3 separate regions of the Ovis aries genome follow, and regions 1 and 3 are each linked to region 2. A link is a contact called in public Hi-C data. All regions are on one chromosome and are shown on one strand. The core of a region is the stretch at or near the end of the contact, and the rest is flanking DNA. Distances in the headings are between cores, read along the strand shown.

Region 1 (4,533 bases), core at 27-2,526, 240 kb after region 2:
TATTTTATTCAGTTAGTTTTGTAGCCTTTTAGGGCTGGCCCAGTTCAAAGGGGAGCTCCCCATGGTCACGAATGTGAGGGGCACACGGTGGCTCAGAGATAAGAACCTCCTCTCTCCGTGGATGGGCAGGTTCACAGAAGCACCAGGGGAGATGGGATGCTCTGGGCCCCCAACGCTCCACAGCAGGCTTCTCTGTGGTGACAGAGGAACACAAGAACCCCAAGTGTGCTCTGGGAATGGGACTTCCTCGGGCTGGGACGCCAGAGGTGTCTCCCCGTGCTTCCAGCCCGAGAGGGCCTGAGGCCCCTGCAGTGGCCCTGCGGTGTTTGGATAGAGGGGCTCTGCTCCCAGGGCAGAGGCTGCCCCAGGCTAAAGGCTCCTGTCTGCAGAAGCGGGGACCCGGCTGACACCGAGCGGCAGCCACCATACGCGCTGACCACCAGCACAATCTCCACCCGGGGCTCCCCGCTTTTTTTGGCTTCTATTCTCCCGATGCAGGCACACAGGCGCAAATGTCACAGCTCGGGTCCAGGTATTCTTGGGGGCCCAGGAGGCCACTCACGGGGCTCTGGGGGAAGTCACCAACCTCACAGCAAGGCCCCACCCCTGGCCCCACCTCTCCAAGACACTTTGAGTGACTGAAGCATTTCCTGGGGAAAGAGTCCGCACCTGAGTGAGGTGAGAGGAAAGAAGAAGGGGGTGGTGGAAGTGCACTTGGAGGACCAGAAAGAGACGGTTCCGCACTCAGCCCAAGAACCAGGCGCAGGTGGTGGGGGCGGCAAGGAGGAAGAGGATGGCGGCGGGCAGGAGACGCCTCCCAGGGCGTGAAACAAGACAGGTGAGGTGGGCTTCTGCCTCGCACATGGGAAGTGTCAAGCCGACTTCAAAAAGTGGCGCTGGCCTCGCCACATCAGGCCAGGGAGGGGATTCCGCCAGCACAGAGCATCCAGCCCAGGGGTTAGGAGGAGACGCGCGCAGTCAGATGGGCGACACTGGCATGAGAAGCTCCTGCACGGGATCGGGGGCCCAAGGGAGCAGTCTGTGCAGCCCCTTCTGCGGCTTCCACGGGACAGCCCTGCGCCCATCTGCTCGGTCGCCATCTGTTAATACATGGAAGATTTCACTCGGATAAAGGACAACGTCTGACGCCTGGCCCAGCCTCTGGTTTCTTCTGTGACACACACTGAGCCAGGGGCTGGATAAGGACTCTAACCCGTTTACTGTTCTAACCCTTCCGCAGAAGCCTAACTGACAATAAAACACACAGAGGCACGCCCATACACACACACACGCACACACACGGCTGGCAGCAGGCCATGGGTCTGACCCTGCCAGATAGTCTTGAGCTTGGGAAAAAGCCAGGTTAACTGGTACCAGAAGAGGAAGACCTTTGTCCTTCCTGTATTTTTATAAAAGTAAAAAATAAACTTCTAAACAGTAGGTCTTGGTGTACTGTATTTGGGATTAGGTAACTACACCTTGTCCACACACAGTTCTATCTACGTGGTGCATGCCCTAGGCGACTTGCCTTTTAAAGTGAACTAATTTCAATTTTAATAATCTCTCAAATATAGAAGGGAGGCCAAGAGCCAGGGCTGTCTTGTGAACACAAAGGACAGGCTATGTGGAGCTGGCCTTGCACCATCTCGGCTCACACCTGACCAGGGGCAGCTGGGACTACCTGGGCTCTGCTGACCCTAGTCCAGACTAACACCCCCACCCCGCCCAGAGCATCGTGACTCCTGACCCCGCTGTTCTGGCCCAGGTGGGTCCCAGCTGCTCCTGGTCAGGTGTGAGCTGAGATGGTGCAAGGCCAGCTCCACATAGCCGGTCCTTTGTGTTCATAAGACTTGCTGAGGACAAAGCCACTCCCAGCAAAGTCCACAGGCAAAGCCACCGTGGCATCTTCTGAAGGAGGCCCAAGGCACAGGGAAGCCCGAGCCCCTGGCGCAAAGGGTCAGTCCTGCCTCTGCTGGACTATAGGTAAACAGACAAGTGCTTGGGCTCTCCACGTGGAGGGACTCTCCCTGGGCCGGGCCGCCTGAAGCTCCTCTCGATCACTGATCTCAGCTGTGGCACCCACCAATTTCCCTAATTCTTTGTGGAACTGTTTTCACTGCCAGCGTGAGTCACCTCTCAGGGCACCAGGACCACACTCCTTTCTGCTGTCTAAGGACAACAGCCTTTGGCTGGTTCCAAAGGGTTCTCTTTCAAACCCTGAGCACAGTGGGAGTGGGGGTGCTCAGGGCCCCTCATTCTGGGATCAGGGGATTCAGAGAAACAGGGTTTATTAGCACCCAACGTTACCTGTCTCGGGGAAGGAGGGCAGAAATCAAAAGGTGACCTCCCCCTCATTTCCTCCCAAGGGGCAACGCACCCTCCTGCGTCAGCCAGTCAGTGAGGCTCTTGTTCCCCAGGGTCCTGGTTGGATGGCAGCAGGTCCCCTGTGTATAGGTGGGGGCAAGAGGGTCTAGTCCTGCCCCACCCACCACCACTGGGGCCACGTGCAGCGTGAACCCTGCTCCCTAGAGACAGGCATCTGGGTGATGCGGCAAGCAGGAGCTGTGGAGGAGTCGAGGATAGAGGGAGAGGCCAGGACCACTCTGGGGGGATATAAATCTTCACCCCAACTGCCTGTGGCCTTCTTGGAGGTAGGGGCCAGCTCACATGGCCTCTATCAGCCCAGCCACTGTTAGAAACCATCCTTGGCTGGCTATGCCAGGGTTATGGTTAAGTCACACAAGTTAGTGTCCCCATGATGCTCAAATGTACAGTACAGGGCGGGATGGAAGCAGCTCGGGCATGTTATCTTAGAGCACAGTCTCCTTGGTGGTCCACACAGCCCTCCGTGGAGCCTGCAGTCACCATCAAGAGCTTCCTCCTCCACACACGGTGCCTCCTGGCACCAAACAAAACGCCAGAGCCAGGCTCCGAGCCCACAGGTCCTCGGCCCGCCTCGACTCCCAGTGTGTGCCCGACCAGCCCCAGCCCAGAGCGTCCACAGGGAACTCACTTGAAGTTCTCAGGGTACTCCGTGATGGCCATGTTGATCACGTCCAGGGCGTGCTGGTAGTGTTTCTGGGCAGAAAAGAGGAGCGCCAGCAGATGGAGGGCATTGGCGTCGTCCCTGCACACTTTCAGAGCCTCCTGCAGCTGCTCCATGGCGCTGGAGATCTGCCGGAGAAAACTGCCGGCTTAGCAACCTTCCCCAAGGCCCAGCCTGCTCCCCGGACTCGGGGGCCAGGTGCCAGCTCACGAGGCGCAGCAGACCCAAGTGAGACCGCAGGCACTGTGGGGCAGGCAGGGGCTCTGATGAGAAAACACCCGTGAACACCATGGCAAGAAGAGTCTGCCGTTCCATGTCAGTGCTGTCTCACAGAAGAGAGAAAAGAGGGGCAGGTCCACAATGGATCATGAAGGACTGGGCGGGAAGCCCCAGCCAAACTGGAGGAGGGGGACTGTGAGAGGCCACCCAGACCACTGGCTACAGATCTCTCCCATTCTCGCAGTGACTGGGGCTGACAGACACATGCTGCCTCCTACTCAGGGACTCAGTGGCAACAGCTTAGGCCTGGGGTTAGACGGGATGTGAATTCCAACTCTGCCACTTCCCAGCTGGCGCCAGGGCAGAGGACTTGGCCTCTCTGAGCTGCAGTTCTTACGCTACAAAATGAGGATAACAGTCCTACCTACAACACTGGCTGAGAGGGCGAGACAACGTAGGAAAAACATCCTGCTGGGCACAGAACACGTCTGAAAATGCGAATTTCCCTCTTCAAGCCCCCAAAGCCCAGGCAGCTAATGAACAGGTTAAGAGCCTTCCTTCCAGTCCAAAGAGACATGTTTGCTCAGGGGCTCAGGCTTAGCGGTTGTCAGCTATTCGAGACACTATCCACATCAGGGCCTCATCCTCCCAGGAACGTCAGAGTCATTTTCCAAAATCTTGCTCTTGACCAAACCTCAGACCTACATCTCCAATGCTCCTGGAGGGGTCTACAGTACACAGGTCAGCTGGGGGCTCTGGGCCCTGGCGTGCCTGACCCCTGCCTGGTCTCCACCTGGTCTCTGCACTACTGCCAGGCCCAGAGTTCTCCCATGGGGACTTCCTTTTGTGGAAAGGTCACAGAAAGTAAAGAAGGAAGCTAAGGTCAGTGTGACCGCTGGCTCAGCTTGCCCATGCCCCCCACCCCAAGGCTGCTCCAGCAGCATGATCCTGGGCTGGGTGTCCAAACCCGCAGCCCTCACTGTCTGAGCAGCCAGACATGTTTTGGGCAGGATGGCGCAGAGGGCCTCAGAGACCCAGGTAGGCAGGACTAGCTTAGAGTCCATTCAGAGACCCTCAACCCCCAGAGGTTACCAAGATCTGGGGGCCCCAAGGACACGGGGTACCAGGCTCCACCGGCCTGGCCCAGCCATCTCTCCCAGAGGACAGACGCCATTCATCAGAGGTGACTGAATAATTAAAGATACTAAAAAATGCATCACGGAAGGTTCATCAGGAACTGGACTGGCAAGGAAAGTACTGGTTCTCCA
Region 2 (4,783 bases), core at 1,953-4,452:
GATCTTTCGTTGTGGTGTGTGGTCTTAGGTGCTCCAAGGCATGTGGGATATTAGTTCCCTGGCCAGGGACTGAACTCACATCCCCTGCATTGCAAGGCGGCTTCGTAACCACTGGACCACCAGGGAAGTCTCAACCAGTCAGGGGTGAATCCGTTGTTATTTTGGTTTATTTCGGGGTGCAAACTGTTTTGTGTTTTGCTTTGCTTTGCTTTGCTTTGCCTGACTGTGGTGTAGGCCATATTTCCTGGCTTGGGAAGCACAGTGAATTTTTTGCTTTTACATGCTGTTGTGGGCTTCAGTAAGTTGATACATGTAAAGGCACTTATAACAATGCCTGGCACTATTAAATTTTCTGTGTGTTAGCTATAGTGTTTTTCTTCTTATGTGTTTATTTTAAACTTTCTGCAGTGAGCAAGCATAACAATTCCTCCCTAATTCAAATGCTCACTTACATTAAACACCAGAGAGGCCAGTTAAAACAGAAGAGCCACAAGAGCCTGAACCCGGGCCCCAAGGTTTCTCTGGGCCCCAGATTAAAGGCTGCAGCTTAATCTCACCTCCTTCCTGGCCCTGCAACTCTTGTTTCATCCTTCTAGCTGAGAACTGGATCCCAGCATCTGTTATTTCCTCTCTTTTTAATGAGAAAATTTTGTTTCAGAGAATGTTCATGAGTATGGCTGGGCGCGGAGCAAAGATGACCAAGGTCTTATTGGGTCCTAAGAGGAAAGGGCAAGAAAGAAACAAAGGAGGAGCAGCTGTGTCAAAGGGCACAGGTCAGGCATCAGGGAGGGAGCTGTGAGCAGGAGTGGATTGGGGGTGGCAACTGGAGCCTCCTGCCTGGGGACTAAGAAGCAGTAATGTCCACCCAGGAGGCAGCTCAGTCATGGGATTCGGATGTGACCAGTGCATGCAAAGCCAAGAGGATAGGGACCTGGCTGCAGGATGTCTGGAACCTAGCATGGGGCTGGAGGTCAAATACCCAGGCCTCTCCTGGAAGTTCATTTACTCGTTCCTTCCTCAATCATTCATCCATCCTTCATCAATCATTCACTGACTCCAAAAATGTTAATTGAGGATCTACTCTGTCCCAGCCCAGGCCCTGAGGCTCTAGTGGGGAACAGATCAGTCAGATGGAAGTCTCTGCCCTTAAGGAGCTTGTGTTCTAGTTGGGGGAGACAGAGGACAAGTCAAATAAATAAGTGTGCTCTTCGGTAGGTTAGATAGTGATGAGCAGAAAAGCAAAGCAGGGAAGGAGGGCAGGAAATGGAGGGGTGCAGCCGAATTAGTCCCCATGGAAGGCCTTGCTGATTAGTGGCATTTGAGTAAGCACCCACAGTGGGGTGGGGAGGGGGGATCTAGGAGGGGGGAGCGAGTCATGTGTCAGGGGAAATGTGTCTCCTAGAGAAATGGGGCCTCTTTGGGCAAGACTGGAGAAGTCTAGGCAAGACTGGGGAGGTCTGGGCAAGAATGGGGAGGTCTGAATGCAGGATTAAGGCTGTATGAGGAACAGCCCCTGGGTGAGGTTTTTATTTGCCAAGGGAAATACAAGGTGTGCCCTTCGTGTGTTTAAATACGGAAACTGAGGATCATAATAAATGATATTCAGTAAATACAAGGCATATCATTTCAAAATCACTATCATACTTCACCTTTCTAAAGAATTGTTTGTCTAAATTTATAGCTCATAGTGTAGAGCCAAACCTTAGCAACCATCACGTTTTAGCGTTTTCCAAATTAGCCACTAGTTAAAAATCTACCGGGAAGCTTGGTTTAAAGATACAGATTCCAGCTTCCTCCCACATCTAGTCCAGGGAAGGGGCCTGGGAAACTGCATGAGTCCCAGGTGATTCTGTAAAAGGCAAACTTGACAGGTACCGGCAGGTCAATCCATATTTCACAAATGAGGAAATCGAGGCCTAGAGAGAGGGGACGGACATCCTGCTTGATGTAGAACTGGTCAGTCAGGTGGAGCTGGAAACAACACTGACATTTTCCAACCCCTCCAGGCTGAAGAATGCTTTTTCACAGCATAAAGATTGCTCATGATATTTAAATTCGGGGTACAACAAGACGCAGCTTCACAGGTGGTACGGTTGTAAAGAATCCGCCTGTTAGTTTTCAGAACGAGATTCGGGTTCGACTCCTGGGTCAGGAAGATCCCCTGGAGTAAGAAATAGCTACCCACTCCAGTTTTCTTGCCTGGAAAATTCCACGGACAGAGGAGCCTGGTGGGCCACAGTCCACGGGGGTGCAAAGAGTCGGACACGACTGAGCGACTGAGCATGCACAAAGAGACACAAAAGAGAAAAGCAAGCCCCAGGGCACACACCTGATAGGATCACCAGATGCTCCTGGGCTGAGCCAGCTACAGCTGACCCTCAGACTCAGCACTGAGCATGCTGGCAGCCACGTCTGCAGGGAAGACAGGTCGGGTGACTCTAAGGAGGCAGTAAAATGATGTGTAATAATTTCATTTGATAAGAAAAGCTTTTTCCTTTAACGAACAAAATGGAAAACCCTTCAAACCTTTGCTCTTCTTTTATGGCTGTTACTGGAAAAAGGGGGAAATAAAAGACAGAACATGGCAAAATGAGAGATCTACCCGCTCTCCGTCAGAATTCTTTCTTCCATGTAATTGATCTCACACAGGCTATCTGGTGTTTCAACCTTTTGATAGGCCTTTTGATAAATAACCATGTATTTGAGGTGAAGTGAAAGTCGCTCAGTTGTGTCCAGCATTTTGCAACCCCATGGAATGTAGCCTGCCAGGACTACCTGGACCGTCCATGGGGGTTCTCCAGGCAAGAATACTGGAGTGGGTAGCTGTTTCCTTCTCCAGGGAATCTTCCCAACCCAAGGAGTGAACCCAGGTCTCCAGCACTGCAGGTGGATTCTTTACCAGCTGAGCCACCAGGGAAGCCCACGCGTTAGAAGATGCTGCCTGATGGTCTTCGTGAGACTGGGCTGAGAGGCCTGAGAAGAACCGTGTGACCTGCGGCAAGCCATAGGACTCCCTGGTCTCCTGGTGGGGGAGGGGGGCTGGCTGCGTGTCTTTCCCGAGGCCCCTTGCAGCTGTGGCACCTCTGACTTCCAGCCCTGTCTGACCAGAAGCAGTTTCTGGGTTTGTGTGTATGAGTGTATTGTGTGTGTGATGCGCACCCTAGCACACACGTGGGAACTCAGACCCCGCGCCCCACTTGTGAGGCTACCGCCACTCAGGCAGAACCGTCTCTTGGAGAAAGAAGTTTCTGTTTCCAAGCTTGCGGGCCTGTGAGGAGACACACAATTGCTTTTGTTGTTTGTTCTTCCCCTGTGGGGACAAAAGCCCTTTGAGTTGCTGTGGAATGTACAAAAAGTTCTGCGCTGAAGGGCTGGGCCTGGAAACCTGGAAGCAGGGCTCAGAGCAGGCTGCTTCCACCTGAAGCCCCCAGGGCCCTGCCCAGTCCCTGGGGCTGCCTGCTAAATGCGTCTGCATGGAGGGGAGGGAAAAGAGGGGCCCTCATTCCTGCTCCCGCATCACCTCGGGCAGCTCCGGTGACCGGCAACAACCCATCCGGAGCATGGCCTAGGTGCCGGGGGCTGTCGAGGGAGGCCTGGAGCTTTGCTTGCTCTCTCAACCCTCCCAACACCAGTGAGACTGCACTGTGTTACCCCCATTTTGCAGCTGGGGTGACCAGTCTTCAGAAGGGGACCCAGGGGAACAGTGCTGAGACAGAGCAGCTAGGGCGCTCAAAGGGGGTGTGAGGGGGAAGCAGGGAACTATCAGAGTTCAAGGGCAGGGCCACAGGGCCTCCACGCTTGTGGACACTTTGATCTCCAGTTAAGTAAAAATATAAGCGACTCTTCGGTGGAGGAAAAAGAACCTGCAACCACAAAACCTAATAGTGGAAAAAAACACCACCACCACCACCTAATAGTGGCCTTTCTCATTGCTATTTACATCTTTGGGTGGAACTACTGTCGCAGAGCGAAAGACTCGCCACAAAGAAACGTGCTTCCAAAATACTGTGGGGCTGTGCTATTTTCAGAGGGCAGTTCCCCAAGGCTGCTATTGTCTGTGTTTTTCTAACCAGGATTGGGGCAACGCCTAGGGTGCAGAAGCCAAACACCCATGAACTTTGCTCTCGTTTCAAAATGTAAATGAGTAAGTTCCAGTAGGATGTGCCCAGAAACAGGGCTAAGCAATCAGTGTGCTCTCCCCCTCACCCCCCCTCCCCCCCCCCGCCGCCGGGGGTAGGGGGAATGGGGGTGGGGGAATGGGGGATGGGGGGATGGAGGGATGGCGGGGTGGCGGGGTGGGGGCATGGGACGGGGATGATGGCACCCAGGGCTGCGAACCGTATTGGCGCGTGTTTCAAAGCACTGTGCAGTTGGTCTGTCATTGCCCGGGTCTCAGGGGGGACTGCACAATCTTCCAATCTTCCAAGCAAGAGAGGAAGAAAGGAGAGAGGTGTGGGGATGAGCCCAGCTTTTCAACGCGATCTGTTTAAACAAGACTCTTATCAAAGAGTAATCCGAAGCTCTGGGCTTTCTTACTATCTCAGCTTCCCAGGGACCGGGTATGTGACTTTGGGGTTTCAAGAGGGGGCATTAAATTGCCTCTTAGAGATCAGAGCCCCAAATAAGCAGATCAGGTTGATAAAAATGGGGGCAATTCCCCTGTGTCCCATGGGGATGGTCTTCACTCCCCATTACCCAGTATTTTCTGCACAATTCTGCCCAGACTGAGAAGAAAGCTGACATCATGGAGCAGCCTTTGCAGGCGCAGCCCAGGGCTGCAGGG
Region 3 (4,663 bases), core at 1,684-4,183, 130 kb after region 2:
TCATCTAAACTTGCTGCTCTATTCCTCCCTGCCTTTTCGCTTTTTCCTGGCCTGACATTATCATGTCAGACTCAATGAAGGAGTCATGTTCTCTGGAAACCCTCTTTGGAAACTCTGTGGTGGGCCAAATCCTCTAAGCCCCCTCTAAGGTAACAATTACATTATTTTCAAATGAGTTTATACGATACGTAAATTATTGCTATTCACTTGTTAAATATTCCAGGTTATACACACCCTTGCTTATTTTGGGTGGGACCAAGAAGGTAATTGTTTTTAAATTGGGTATGGGGAATATATGAAACAAGAATGACAGAATGCTGTAAACCTGAGTGATTGGTACTTTTTTTTGTTATACTTTTCTCTCCATTTGTATATCCCTGGAGAAGTGAATGGCTGCCCACTCCAGTATTCTTGCCTGGAGAACTGACAGAGGAGCCTGGTAGGCTACAGTCCACTTGTATATAGTTTATATCTAAAGTTTTCCAAATTAAAGGTTCAAAAATTAAAAAAAAAATTTTCATGTGTGACAAAACACACGTAAAATTTACCATCATAACCATTTTAAAGTGTAGAGTTCAGTGGTACTAAATACGTAATGTTGTGCTACCATCACCGTCCATCCCCACAACTATTTTCATCTTGTAGAATGGAAACTCTTATCTATACCCATTAAACAATAACTCCTCATTCCCCCTTTCCCTGACAACCATCATTCTACTTTCTGTTTCCGTGATTTTTGAGTATTCCAAATACCTCAAATAAATGGAATCATACAATATATGACTTTTTGTGACTTACCTCACTTAGCATAATGTCCTTGAAGTTCATCCATGTTGTGGCATATTGCAGCATTTTTAAGGCCAAATAATATGCCATTTATGTACAACAGATGTATACCACATTTTGCTTATCCATTCATCCGCTGATGAACACTTGGATCCCTTTTACATTTTAGCTGTCTTGAATAGTGCCATGAACATGGGTGTAACAATATCTCTAAGATCCTGCTTTCAGTTCTTTTGAGTATATACCAAGAAGCACAATTGCTGGATCATATGGTAATTCTATTTTTAATTTTTTAAGGAACTGCCATGTTATTTTCCAAAGCGGCTGTACTGTTTTACATTCCCACCAACAGTGGTTGCCAATTTCAGAGCTAATTTCTATGTGGCTTCAAAAATGTTCATTTAAACCTGAGAGATTAAAGACTCAAAAGGGCAAATTCATTAGGAAACTCAGTATGATCACATATACACAATACGATGGTTTTATTATGGTAACCACTGTGTGCCTATCCTGTACCAGGTACTTCAACGCTTTACCTAGATGGTAATCTTTGCTGCTGCTGCTACTGCTGCTAAGTCGCTTCAGTCGTGTCCGACTCTGTGCGACCCCATAGAGGGCAGCCTACCAGGCTCCTCCGTCCCTGGGATTCTCCAGGTAAGAACACTGGAGTGAGTTGCCATTTCCTTCTCCAATGCATGAAAGTGAAAAGTGAAAGTGAAGTCGTTCAGTCGTGTCCGACTCTTAGCGACCCCGTAGACTGTGGCCCACCAGGCTCCTCGTCCATGGGATTTTCCAGGCAAGTGTTCGAGTGGGGTGCCATTGCCTTCTCCGAGATGATAATCTTTATATGATTCTAATTCTTATAACGTTTCAAGATAGGTATTGTAACCTCCATTTTACAAATGAGGCTAAAGATTAAACGTCTCATCCAAGGTCGTACATCTGACCCAACCAGTACTCATACCCAGGTCTCACTCCAAGCCAGAACCCTATTATTCCACAGTATCAAGGGGCTATTGGAATTTTGTATACTGCGTTTTTTAACCCGCCCTCCCCCGGTAAATTACCCCCATGATGAAGGCAAAGCGAAGTTGCTCAGTCGTGTCTGACTGTGACCCCATGGACTGTAGCCCACCAGGCTCCTCCGTCCATGACTGGAGGGGGTTGCCATTTCCTTCTCCAGGAGATCTTCCCGACCTAGGGATTGAACCCGGGTCTCCCGCATTGTAGGCAGCTGCTTTACTGTCAGCCAGCAAAGGGGAAGTATAAACGGAAGTTCCTTTAGGATTAGCCAGGTGAGCAGCTGCATTCGCCCTTACCAAGATTTTCATGGGCTTTGTGGGCTCAGCTGGTAAAGAATCTGCCTGCAATGCCGGAGACGTGGGTTCGATCCCTGATCAGGGAAGATCCCCTGGAGAAGGAAAAGGATACCCACTCCAGTCTTCTGGCCTGGAGAATTCCATGGGGTCACAAACAGTCGGACACGACTGAGTGATTTTCACTTTTCGCTTTGTGGCGGAGTTACATGGTAAACGTGTGGCCTCCATAAGGCGAATAAACGAGGCTGAGATGAAGAGCGCGGGGTACGGGTTTCACTGGGTCTTTCAGCTTCATTCTTAATCGCTATTTTCGTAGACCCCCCTACAGCGGGGCGGGAAAGCTTTCGTGCAAATGTAGCGAGGAAGGATGGGTGGAGGAGGAAAGCTTTCCAGCCAACCGCAGTTGCCAGGACAGCGCGGCCCGAGCCGCAACGGCAGAAGCTGCACCGCGTCCCGGCAGCGGCTGCGAGCCCCAGTGACGCATTGCAGGTACGAACCGGCCAATCAGAGGAGGCTTCAACGATCATCGCGCTGCGCGTCGTTACTACGATGCTCTTCCGCGCCGCAAAGTAGCGCCTCTCAGGCGCCACTCCACCGGCTCTTCAACGGCTCTCTAGGGAGTGAAACACACTTACGTCATCCGTTCGTCCCCTTCCCTTTATCTTTTGCATCGTCTTTCACATAATTGTGGATAAAAGGGTCTCGAGAGGAGTTGGAGGGGAGGGGGTTGGCCGGGACTCGTTTATGATGTTCCGTTATCTGAAGTGTGGCGGAGGGATCTGGCGGAGGGAGGTGTTTATGAGGCGCTGGGGGCGGAGGGGGAGAATTAGTCCGAGTGGAGCGAGCGAGCTGAGTAGTTGTGTGATTGCGTCCCGGAGACCGGTAACGCTTGCAGCATGGTGAGTGCGTCGCTAAGCTGCGGGCGCTCGGCCTGTAGGGGGTAAGGGGCTGAAGCGAATGGACGAAAGGGAACTAGCCTTTCTCACACTCTCTAGGATTGGTCTTCGCCAGGGGGATGGCGCGCCAGAGGCTGGGGGCGTCCACGGCGGTTATGTCGCAGGTGCTCCCCCACCCCCACTCTCCTCAGGGAGGTGTCCCGTGCTGTACCGGGGGCCAGGCGCACCGCCCCCGGGACCTTGGAGGTCCTCAGAGGCAGGATGAGGATGGAGCCGGGGCGGGGGCAGCCGGGGTAGGCGAGGGTGGAAGGGCGGGAGGAGCGGGAGCGCAGAAGCCTTGGGTCGGGCATCTCAAAAGGTCAGCCAGGGGCCGTATTCAAAAGCTCAACGGACGGTTGGTGCGGGCGCCAGGAAGCGCCTTTGTCCGCGCGCGGCCGCCATGCGCCGAGGGGGCGGGCGGGAGCGCGCGAGGCCCGGGGCGAGCGCCGGCGCCGCCGTTAGCCCGCAGCCCCCGCGTGCTGGGCCGGGAGGGAGCTGGGGGCGCGCGAGCGGGCGGGCGGACTAGCTGAGTGGGCCGAGTCCGCGGGGAGCGGCCGGGGGCGGGGCGGGCTCGGGACCGCGGCCGTCGCTCGCCAGACCCGGCTCGAGCCCCAGCTGCTGCGCTGGCACCTGCAGGACTGCGGAGGTCTGGGCGTCCCGCGGCGCTGCGGGGTCGTCCGGTCGGGCAACGTTTGGGGAGGTCAGCCTCGTCCGATTCCCATCCCCCACCCCACCCCCACCCCCGGCGGCTAGGAGGAAGCTCGGTGAATCCTGATCTTTCTGCTACATATGGGCCTTGAGGCCTAATTCCACTTCCCAGGCTAAATCTAAAAAAAATTTAAGTGGTTTTGTCGTTGAAGGAAATGACTATATCTGAAGTTAAGCGCAGCCTCGCACTGCGCATCTCGTTAGAGAAAGCCAGAGACTCCAGCTGGCGTTTGAAAGGCGTTTTTCTATTCACTCACCGAAAGCCAGCTCGGAGGTGACTCCCGTTCTGTTGCCAAAGTCTGTCTTACCCTCTAGTAACAATCGGAAGGATGCCTTTGACAGGGGCCACAGTCCTCTTTTGAGTGCTCACGTGCACGTTGAAATGTTTAAGATCCGTTAACACTGTATTGCCCCGCACAACACCCTTGAAAATAGCTATTTCCGTAGCGAAAATGCCAGGTCATCTTTTAGGTGCAGTTTAATTCATTTGTACATTAATGATTGTCAAAGACTATGGTGATAAAAGAGTATATAGGGGGACGGGATTTTTTTAAAGCATTTTCCTGTCACTTGAGACCGGAACTCTTGCTCTTTCCTGTTAAAAAAAAGTCTAATGAGAGCGGTAATTTGCAATACTTATTTTGTGGTTCCTTCTGCCAAGTGGTTACAGGCGATGGGTGTGTCCAGGAGGCAAGGTGACATCTTAAACAGGAGTTGGGAATCCTTGCCAACTGAAACCTCCACCCTGTATGGGTGTGGGGAGAGGAGTTCACATTTGTTTGATGTACCCGTTCCATTTTGATATTTTAATTATTTTATCCTAAATTTGAATATGCTGGTTGAATTTACTATTTTAGGTGAAAATAAAAGCATGTAATTAAGGATCTGAATTGTGGGGTGAATTTTTTTATATTA

Evidence for each region. Hi-C and Micro-C count contacts between places; a contact is called where the count stands out from the background.
Region 1: a Hi-C map of liver shows a contact between it and region 2, with 3 times the contacts expected there. The contact joins two enhancer-like sites. A contact is called at or near these places in 5 of 16 Hi-C or Micro-C datasets (hypothalamus, liver, muscle and 2 more).
Region 3: a contact with region 2 is called in a Hi-C map of tail adipose tissue, with 2.2 times the contacts expected there. The contact joins the promoter of CALM2 here to the enhancer-like site in region 2. A contact is called at or near these places in 4 of 16 Hi-C or Micro-C datasets (omental adipose tissue, skin fibroblasts and tail adipose tissue).

Annotation. Positions count from the first base shown.
Region 1 is chr3:77,315,720-77,320,252 of ARS-UI_Ramb_v3.0, forward strand. It overlaps TTC7A (tetratricopeptide repeat domain 7A), which reads right to left. Exons shown (of 19, transcript XM_042246211.2): 15 at 3,014-3,174. Among named protein-coding and RNA genes, the nearest start is that of TRNAE-UUC, 45 kb to the left of the region's middle. Within about 2 kb of position 1,277, at least 14 of the 54 cell types and tissues checked have an H3K27ac peak or open chromatin away from gene starts, as enhancers often do. A contact at or near this core is called in liver, where this site is marked.
Region 2 is chr3:77,075,874-77,080,656 of ARS-UI_Ramb_v3.0, forward strand. No RefSeq gene overlaps it. Among named protein-coding and RNA genes, the nearest start is that of EPCAM, 47 kb to the left of the region's middle. Within about 2 kb of position 3,203, at least 27 of the 54 cell types and tissues checked have an H3K27ac peak or open chromatin away from gene starts, as enhancers often do. A contact at or near this core is called in liver and tail adipose tissue, where this site is marked.
Region 3 is chr3:77,210,336-77,214,998 of ARS-UI_Ramb_v3.0, forward strand. It overlaps CALM2 (calmodulin 2), which reads left to right and starts at 2,934. Exons shown (of 6, transcript NM_001009759.1): 1 at 2,934-3,004. The coding sequence starts at 3,002.